Linked DNA regions of Mus musculus: all the other regions are linked to region 2. A link is a contact called in public Hi-C and HiChIP or PLAC-seq data. All regions are on one chromosome and are shown on one strand. The core of a region is the stretch at or near the end of the contact, and the rest is flanking DNA. Distances in the headings are between cores, read along the strand shown. Region 1 overlaps Kat14 (lysine acetyltransferase 14). Region 2 holds the start of Rrbp1 (ribosome binding protein 1). Region 3 overlaps Ovol2 (ovo like zinc finger 2).

Region 1 (2,918 bases), core at 179-2,678, 380 kb before region 2:
GCTACACAAAGAAACCATGTCTCAAAAAATCAAAGTTTTCTAGATTAAAAAAATAAAAATCAACATGTGATAATAAGGAGTTAAAATGCTATTTAAACAAAATGGCATCACAGTCATCCTATAAAGAGAAAGAACATCCTAGAGACACAGACTGAACTATTTAAGGATAAAATGTTTCTAAACAAGTCAAAGATGCAGATGAGCGGAGAGTCGGACTAGAGAACCGGATCACTGGCAACACTGGAGTGACCACTGCTGAGGTGAGGGAGGACCGGCTCTCACACTCTTCTCTACTCCTTCAAGTGGGCTTCCATTTCTACAATAAAAAGCTTAAAGGCGATCAGGCTGAAAACAACCTTCTGTTTCACGCAATGGTTTATGCTGGTAATCCCAACCCTTGGGAGGCAGAGGCAGGAGGATGGTTCAAAGCTAAGGCCAGCATGTGCTACAAGTGAGTCCCAGGACAGCTTTGACTAGAGACCATATGAAGACAGGCAAACAGAAAGAACAGAGGGTGGGGAGGCCACCAAAGGAGATGACAAAACGAGTGACTTCCTTAGGAAATGACAGTATGTTTTCTATAGTATTCAACCCCTGAGCCTGTGAAACTGTCCTGCTCACAGCCCCAGAGGCAGCAAGTGGGCGCTGGGGAGTCTCGGGCCCAGGCTGGGACTTCTCACAATTTACCTTTCACTTTCAAGGTGGAGGCAGCCAGCTTCTCTCCCTCCGGCCTCATGGTTGGGGGTCTGTTATGAACAAGTTTCCACCATCCGGGCTCTCCAAACTCCTGAGCACCTGACCGGAAATAAACAGGGCTTCCCACGCTGAGGCAGCCTGCTACTGTGCTCCACCACGTCGACGTCTTTTTCCTAAAGCGCAGAGAATTTCAACGCTATAGATACTTCCATTTGATCACAGCAGAGAAAGTACATTCGACATAAACTCACTGATTCCTGGCTGCCAGCTGCTGTACAGCCTGCACTGGGGGAAGAAATAGAGCACAGCAGCCCAGAGCCAGGGGTGGGATCTGCCTGCCTTTACATCCTTGCTGTGTCACCTTCCAGCTGTGGTAGTTTCTTCCTCTGAGAAACCAGGATAACAGAATTACCTTATTGGGTGGCTAAGAGATCAAATGAAGTAATTCAAACATAAAACACTTATCACAGCCAGATGCAAAGGCACTCGCATTTAATCTCAGCACTTGCAGAGGCAGAGGCAGGAATATCTCTGAGTTCAAGGTCATTCTGTTCTACAAGTCAGAGTTTCAGGACACCCGGGACTACACGAGAGATCCTGTCTCAAAAGACAACAAAACAAACAGACTAAAAGCAACCACTTCATCAATCAATCATCACAGGGGGAAAAGCTGGCTTGCTTTGTTGACTATGAGCCTGGGCATTGATGGCACAGTTAATCATTAGTCCTAGTGAATAGCTGTTGCACCCAGAGAACACATCTCTGTCTGATTCACTGTGCCCTGCCTGACATACCAGAGTGGTTCCTAGGCATGCTTCAAAGACAGCAGATATAACGAAGTAAAGACAGAGAGGCTGAAGGCCAACTATTCATCCACTAAAAATTACTTTAATGGCCACAATTTCTATGTTACAGATATAAATCAATTACCAGAAATTCTCAGAAATGAACTTTTACAGAAGGAGTACAATCTTTTGCCAAAAAAAAAAAAAAAAAAAAAAAAGCTTCAAACATGTACTAGAAAAGGAAGAGAAAACCTTTAGCAGCAAGAGCTACACTTTGGGAGAGTCTCCAATCCATATGCAAAGGCTTGATCTCAGAGTGGGGCTGCTGGGGGTGTGGACATTTAAGAAGTGTGTCTTATGGGAGGTCCTTAAGCCATTGGGCTTGCTCCCTTAGTCTCTCCCTCAGTCCTTCCCTGTCTCTCTGTTCCTGGCTCTAAAAATGACAGCTTGTTTTGACACATACTGACACCAAGATAGACTATCAGAGGCTCAGCCAAAGTGTCGCCTGATCACAGGACTGAACAGGCAAAAGGACCCTCTTTCTTTCATGAGTTAGCCCGTGACAGTGCTGAAGTTCTTTCCTTCATAAGGACCCTGCAGCAGGTAACCCGTTACAGTGACAGGAAGCTGGCAAAGCAGCTCTATCTTCCTCCCAGGCCACCTCTGGGCTCCGAGCACCTCTCCTTCATCCTCATTTTTTTAACCTTTCCAACCTATCGCACTCACTCAGAGCTAAGACGATGAGAGAAACTGTCCTTGCTTTCTCTTCACCACCCTTCCCTCAGCCCTAACACCAGTAATTCTTAATGAAAGGTCCAAAGACACCTGGTGCTCAAGCCTCTCTGAGCATGTAAGATAAAAATTATTTTTAAGCCGGGCGTGGTGGCGCACACCTTTAGTTCCAGTACTCGGGAGGCAGAGGCAGGCAGATTTCTGAGTTCAAGGCCAGCCTGGTCTACAAAGTGAGTTCCAGGACAGCCAGGGCTATACAGAGAAACCCTGTCTCGAAAAACCAAAAAAAAAAAAAAATTAATTTTAGGGGGCTGGAGAGATGGCTCAGCGGTTAAGAGCACTGACTGCTCTTCTGAAGATCCTGAGTTCAAATCCCTGCAGCCACATGATGGCTCACAACCATCCATAATGAGATCTGACGCCCTCTTCTGGTGTGTCTGAAGACAGCTACAGTGTACACATATAATAATAAATACATTTTTGGGCTGAAGCGAGCAGGGGCTGGAGCCAGCAGAGGTCTTAAGTTAATTCCCAGCAACCACATGAAGGCTCACAACCATCTGTACTGCTACAGTGTACTCACATACATAAAATAAGTAAACAAATCTTTAAAATGTAGTTTTAGAATATTAAGGTGTTTGCCTTTTCATGTTAATTTTTTACAAGTGTTTAGTAGTTTCCAATGACAATGACATGTGACAGTCA
Region 2 (3,002 bases), core at 231-2,730:
CGTCACTCACTGGTCAGGCAGCTGAGTTAAAGGAGTGGGCTCCAGGATCATAGACAGACCCTGCTCGAGCAATAGAGAGAGAGATATGCCTGATATCAAATTCTGTGTGGACTCGAAAGGGGGGTGGGGGACAGAGGAGAGAGACCAAACTTCATTTCAAAGAGGCTGATCTTGCCTCAGGCTCAAAGGAATAATTTTAAGAGCTGCAGTTAAAATGGTTATAACCTAAACTTAAGCTGGCATGGTGTTTCATGCCTTTAATGCCAGTACTCAGAAAACAGAGGCAGGAGGAACTCTGTGACTTTGAGTTCTAGGCCAGCCTGTTATACAAAGCAAGTTGTGGGACAGCCACATAGTGAGACCTTGACTCAAAAAAAAAAAAAAAAAAAAAGAAAAGAAAAGCACTTAAAGTTAAGTTATTTCAATTGAACTTGGTTTTGAAGAGAGGCTTTTGTGTTGATGAGATGGCACAGGGAAACTACTTTTAAGTACTTTCTATGCAATCTGACTGAGTTTTGATCCCTAGAAACAGCCATGGAAGGAGAGAATCAAGCAGAGAGTTGGTGCATGGTGGCATATGCACCCCTCTTCTAAGTAGGTGTTGGTTGTTGTTTTTTTGTTTTTATAAAGGGGTAGCTGGCTAATATTTGGAGTATCACTAGATCAATTTCCTGGGTTGCTATCATATTTTCTTGGGCCAAAACCTCATGGTCCCAACATCTGAAATCAAGTGTCACAGGATGGATGTAACTCTGCTGTGTGATTTGTACAAGGACAGTATATTATTCTGTTTAGGGAGTGGCTTTTCTTATCAAAATTTCCACCTCTATTTCTTTTGTTCTTTCCAGGTCTTCCACCTCAATTCTCCCACTTATTCAGTAAAATATGGAATGCAGAATGCAGTGCCTTTACGGATAGATAAGGCCCCATCCTCCCTGCTCTGACCCTTGCAGAACTCTTCTTTAGACCCAGAGGCTGGTGCTTTGTGTGACGTTATTTGGGTTTAAATAAGGCATTTTCCCAGTTGTTCACGGTTTGTGCAGTCCTCCTGAGGGTAACATTCACGGCCACCTCAGCCCGGCAGTGTGGAGGAAAAGAGCAGCCTGCGGCCAAGGGGATTCGAACCGCAGTCTATCGGCCTAGGCGGAGCCAAATCCGAATAAGCGGTGGCGTGGAGAGCGGAGGCCTGGAGTGGGCGGGACCGGCAGAGGACCTCCCTAGGTGGGCGGGGAGTTAGAGACCCGCCCCCGCGCAGAGCTGAGAGTTGCGCTGCGCGGCTCCGCCCCTCTTCGGCCCCGCCCCCCGCGGCTCCCCGCAGCTCCTCCTCTCTCTCATTGGCTGAGACGTAGACCCTCCTTTTTGGCCAATGGTCGCCACCGCGGCGCGGCCGTCCGCGGTCTGATTGGTCAGAGGCCGGCAGAGTGGCGGCTAGTGAACCAATAGGAAGAGGCAGCTCGATGAATGGCTGGTCCGGGTGGGGAAGGCAGGAGGCGGCGATCCCGGCGGAGGGGGCCGTTCGCCAGCTCCGAGGCAGAAAGTGCCACGACTCCACACACGCGCACGCAGCCAGCGAGCGGCCGGAGCGGACGGCGGACGGGGCGGACGGCGCCAGGGTCGCAGTGTGTGCAGCTGCTCAGGGGCGGCTTCTCGGTGGAGGCTCGGCCGGCTCCCCTCTTGCGGTTCCGCGGCGGCGGCGGCGGCTGCTCTTGCCCTCTCGCTCTCCCTCTCGCGTCTCCCGCTGCAGGTAAGAAACTTGGCCGGGCCCTGCAGCGGCGGCGGCGGTGGAGGCGCGCGGGCTGGGCCGTCGGGGCGCCGGGCCGGTCGCGCCGCGAGTGACACGTCTCCTCGGCGGCCCCTCCCCCGGCGGCGCCGGCCCGCACGCCCGCCCTGGCGGTAGCCGCGGCCCCTCGAGTGGGACGGAGCTGCGTGTGCCAGGCCGAGCCCGTGCAGGGGCGTCGGCCGAGCGCGCCCCTCGGGGTGGATTCCCCCGGCCGGCAGGCCAGGAGCTGCGGCGGCCCCGCGGCACGACGTGGCGACCCCTCCCTCTCGGCCGGGCCGTCGGGCCGGCCCGCGCGCTCCGAAGTTGGGCTAAGAAAGTTGGCGGCGGGGCGGGGCGGCGCACAGCTGGCGGAGGAAGGGGTTAAGTTTCGGGAAGCCACCGGATGACGTTGCCGGGCCGGAGTCCGGGCCGGAGGGGGTTGGGGGGGCGGAAGGCGGTGGGCCGGCCTGGGACGAGGGCTGAGACTGGATTGGCGACGCGGGGGCCCAGAGCCCCGGGCTGCGGGCTGTGGCCACAGGACACGTCGGCAGCCCCGACGGGGCGGGCGGGGGCCACAGGGCTCGCCGCGGGTGCCGTCCGGGACTGGCCGTAGCAACTTCCCGGAGTACGGGATGAGGCTCCCTGCTCCCCCTGGCGGCAGGGCCGCAGCACCGTTTCACGGCGGGTCCTCGCGGAACCGGCACGAGGGTGCGGGACCTGGCCAGGGTTGGGGCCACCCGGGGTCCTGCCTGGCGTCTCTTTCCCGCGCCCATGATTAGTGGACCCGTGGTGCTAGGCCTGGGCGGAAGTCGGCACCTCCGGCCCGGCGGGCCAAGCGCCCTGGCACTGGGCCCGCCGTCTGTCCCGGCCCGCCAGGCTCCCCGGCAGTGCCCGGGGAAGGGAGGCCGGTTGACCCGGGCTTACTGCAGGCTGTGCAGGATGCTTCAGAGACTCTTTCCCGTAGGTGTCACGCTTCGTCGACAGTTGCTAACCAAATGCTTTCTCTCAGAGGTTTCCCATTTCCCCATCTGAGAGACAGCAGTGGAGACCCAGCACGTGTAGGGAGTAGCCAACTGGTATTGACTGTTCTTGTGGGATGTGTGTTTAGGGACGTGAGAGACAAGGGAACAAGGTGGAGCCTGGCTTGCACTGCCAACCACTGCAGAAGTCGCACACCTGGATTCCAGCCCCATGAACACCGGAGGGTCATGTCTCCTAACCTCTGAACCTGGGGTTTCTTTAT
Region 3 (2,791 bases), core at 70-2,569, 300 kb before region 2:
TTCTTTGTTTGTTTTTTGTCCTGGAAGCTTCGAAGGCACATGGCTGCTCTCCTGGGAAGGAGACCCTGGCTTGCTTGGTGTCTGCATTGTGGAACCTCACTCCTTTTCCTCATTGTCCATGTAATACGAAACCATGACAAATCCCATCACAGAGGCACAGTCCTTTCCTAGTTCCCAGAAGTCTTTGCTTCCATTTTCAGGTTGTTTTCTGTTTTATTTAATTCTGACCACCATGAATTTTCTTGCATATCCTTTGCCCACCCATGCAAGTCTATCTCTGATGTAACCTCCCACAGGTGAACTTACTAGGCCAAAGGGCAGGAGCACTCTGGGTTTCACAGGCATTGCCTCTTTGCCTTCCTAGAGGCGGCCCTCAGTGTCTTCTCCCACCAGGAGGCCAGTGTCAGAGCTTCTTGTTGGAGTTCACAGTTGGCTCAAAATCAGGAAAGGAACATTTGACCCAGAGGAAGGAAAGCAATCAGAAAGTTCCAGAAGTGGGGACTTTACCTGGAGATGTGGGATTTGAAATTCAGCTTAGTGTTGGGAATAAACAAACACACACACACAAAAAGAATGAAAAACTCAAAAGTCTTTGTTGACAACACCCCAGAAGAACATATATATGTGTGTATGTATATAATCTATATACACATGTATATATGAATGTATGTATATGTGTGTGTATATGTATGTACGCATGCATGTATGTATATATGAATGAACTAGGTAATAAAGGTGTCGGATAGAAAATTCAAAATGGGGACTGGAGAGATGGCTCAGCGGCTAAGAGCAGTGACTGTTCTTCTAGAGATCCTGAGTTCAAATCCCAGCAACCACAAGGAGGCTCACAGCCATCTGTAACAAGACCCGATCCCCTCTTCTGGTGTCTGAAGACAGCTACAGTGTATTTACATACAATAAATAAAATAAATCTTAAAAAAGAAAAGAAAAAATTCAAAAGAGCAGGCAGTGAGGGATGGCTCAGCCAGCCTCCTAGGGACCATTTTTTAAAATCCTTTTTTGTTGTGAAATACAGAATTCATAACAAAAGGTATAGGTGGAAGACAAATCCTGAGTACTTAGGGATAGGGCAGGCAGGGGACCCTGCTTCCATTGTGTTGAGCTGGATTCTAAACACCGAGATCCTAGCGCCCTGAGACTTAGTGTTTGCCAGCTCTTGTGCCTGTGATAGCTCAGTTAATCCTCAGAGCAGCCCTCCTGGGTGTGAGAACTATCTGCATTTCGTGGGTGAGGCGATTGAGCGGTATCGGGAGTTAACAGATTGACCACGGACTCCGTTAATGAGTGGCAGATGGGCAGTGCTGTGCTTCCCAGTGGCCTTGGACTTTGGAACCCAGGTAGGTGTCAGTAGGTTAATTTATGTCTGGTAGCAGATGGTGCTTTTGGTTCCCAACCAACCTGTTCTTTTGACTAGGGTAAGATTGGTTTTTGTTAGAGAGGGAGGTGATGGGCGTGGCCTCGGTGTTGTGGGTGGGGCTTAGATCCTCTTTACACAGGTCTATCTCTATTCCCTTGAAGGTGTGGAGACTGGATTTTATTCATTCAAGCCCAGGAAGAAGCTTTTTTGACAAAACTGTCTGTCTGCCAGGAGTGAGATTATAGTCAGAAGAGGAAGCAGGAACACTGGGGCAGGGAACAGGTTTATAAGGTAGAGATGTTATAACTAGAGCTTTTATGGTCTGTCTCCTTCTGTGTCTATATCATGAAGTACCTACCCATCCTCAAAACCAGACTCCGTGCCTATACTATATCCTTTTAATGAAAAAACCTCTTAGTCAGCCCCTTTCTTTACTGGCCAGGTGATGATGTGGGCCCCTGAAATCTCTTAACCTTCTTAGACCTTGCTGGGTGCTCTGCCCATAGAAGATATGTGCAGAGTATGCATTAAATACTGCAGGGAAGGCTGATCTCTGGGTCACCTGCTGGTCTCTGGGTCACCCCAGGAATAAATAGGAAGCTCTATGTCAAGAGTCAGAAGTGTTCATTTCTCAGATATGTATATATGCAGTTGAGTATCATACAGCCATAAAAAATGAAATTATGTCACCTCATTTGAAGTAAGATAAGTGACTCAGACATATTGTTTGTGTCTCTCATGTAGAACCTAGGTTTTGTTTGTTTGTTTGTTTGTTTGTTTTTGTTTTAAGTAGAAAGTGGACCATTAAAGTGGAGGAAGTTGGGGCTGGAGAGATGGCTCAGCGGGTAAGAGCGCTGACTGCTCTTCTGAAGGTCCTGAGTTCAAATCCCAGAAACCACATGGTGGCTCACAACCACCCATAATGAGATCTGACACCCTCTTTTGGTGCGACTGAAGACAGCTACAGTGTACTTATTTATAATAATAAATAAATCTTTGGGCCAGATCGAGCAGGGTTGACCTAAATTCAATTCCCAACAACCAGATGAAGGTTCACAACTATCTGTACAGCTAGTGTGTGCTCATATACATAAAATAAATCTTTGAGAGAGAGTGGGGGTGGGGGGCCGAAGAAGGGAGTGCAGGAAAGCTAACTCTTTTCATTTGCCTTGGGGTGGTCGAGGGAGAAATGCCTTCCCCCTTCCTCACTCCTCAAGCCCTATGCCTCGTGTGGCAGCACAGTAGAAATGGCCCTACCCCTGCCAGCTTTGGCATTGGGCAAGCTGGCTGGAGTCAGTGCTGGAGAGCTTGCCTTGGTGGTGCAGGCACAGGAGAGCTGGACAGCTGACCAACTTAGTTACCTCCTATGTAGTCACATGACTCAGGTTGGCCTTGGACTCCCCATCTTTCTGC

Evidence for each region. A called contact is a pair of places that touch in the nucleus more often than the background predicts. HiChIP or PLAC-seq counts read pairs in DNA pulled down with a chosen protein or histone mark.
Region 1: a Hi-C map of liver shows a contact between it and region 2, with 1.5 times the contacts expected there. The contact joins the enhancer-like site here to the promoter of Rrbp1 in region 2. A contact is called at or near these places in 13 of 39 promoter capture datasets (the 3T3-L1 cell line, the C10 cell line, the HPC-7 cell line and 8 more), 7 of 484 Hi-C or Micro-C datasets (CD4 T cells, double positive thymocytes, liver and 4 more), 3 of 115 datasets of contacts at active chromatin or transcription factors (differentiating embryonic stem cells, large pre-B cells and pancreatic cancer cells) and 2 of 9 other capture datasets (liver and macrophages).
Region 3: an H3K27ac HiChIP or PLAC-seq map of extraembryonic endoderm stem cells shows a contact between it and region 2. The contact joins the enhancer-like site here to the promoter of Rrbp1 in region 2. A contact is called at or near these places in 11 of 39 promoter capture datasets (the C10 cell line, cranial neural crest, frontonasal cranial neural crest and 8 more), 5 of 484 Hi-C or Micro-C datasets (B cells, the Ba/F3 cell line, bone marrow-derived macrophages and 2 more), 16 of 115 datasets of contacts at active chromatin or transcription factors (the 230-238 cell line, bone marrow-derived macrophages, craniofacial prominence and 12 more) and 2 of 9 other capture datasets (liver and pancreatic islet).

The regions. Positions count from the first base shown.
Region 1 is chr2:144,387,126-144,390,043 of GRCm38.p6, reverse strand. It overlaps Kat14 (lysine acetyltransferase 14), which reads right to left. Exons shown (of 11, transcript NM_181417.3): 5 at 688-869. Among named protein-coding and RNA genes, the nearest start is that of Kat14, 20 kb to the right of the region's middle. Within about 2 kb of position 1,428, at least 19 of the 459 cell types and tissues checked have an H3K27ac peak or open chromatin away from gene starts, as enhancers often do. A contact at or near this core is called in liver, where this site is marked.
Region 2 is chr2:144,009,741-144,012,742 of GRCm38.p6, reverse strand. Rrbp1 (ribosome binding protein 1) reads left to right here and starts at 1,480. Exons shown (of 24, transcript NM_024281.2): 1 at 1,480-1,744.
Region 3 is chr2:144,307,354-144,310,144 of GRCm38.p6, reverse strand. The region is part of intron 3 of Ovol2 (ovo like zinc finger 2); the gene reads left to right. Among named protein-coding and RNA genes, the nearest start is that of Ovol2, 23 kb to the left of the region's middle. Within about 2 kb of position 1,319, at least 24 of the 459 cell types and tissues checked have an H3K27ac peak or open chromatin away from gene starts, as enhancers often do. A contact at or near this core is called in extraembryonic endoderm stem cells, liver and pancreatic islet, where this site is marked.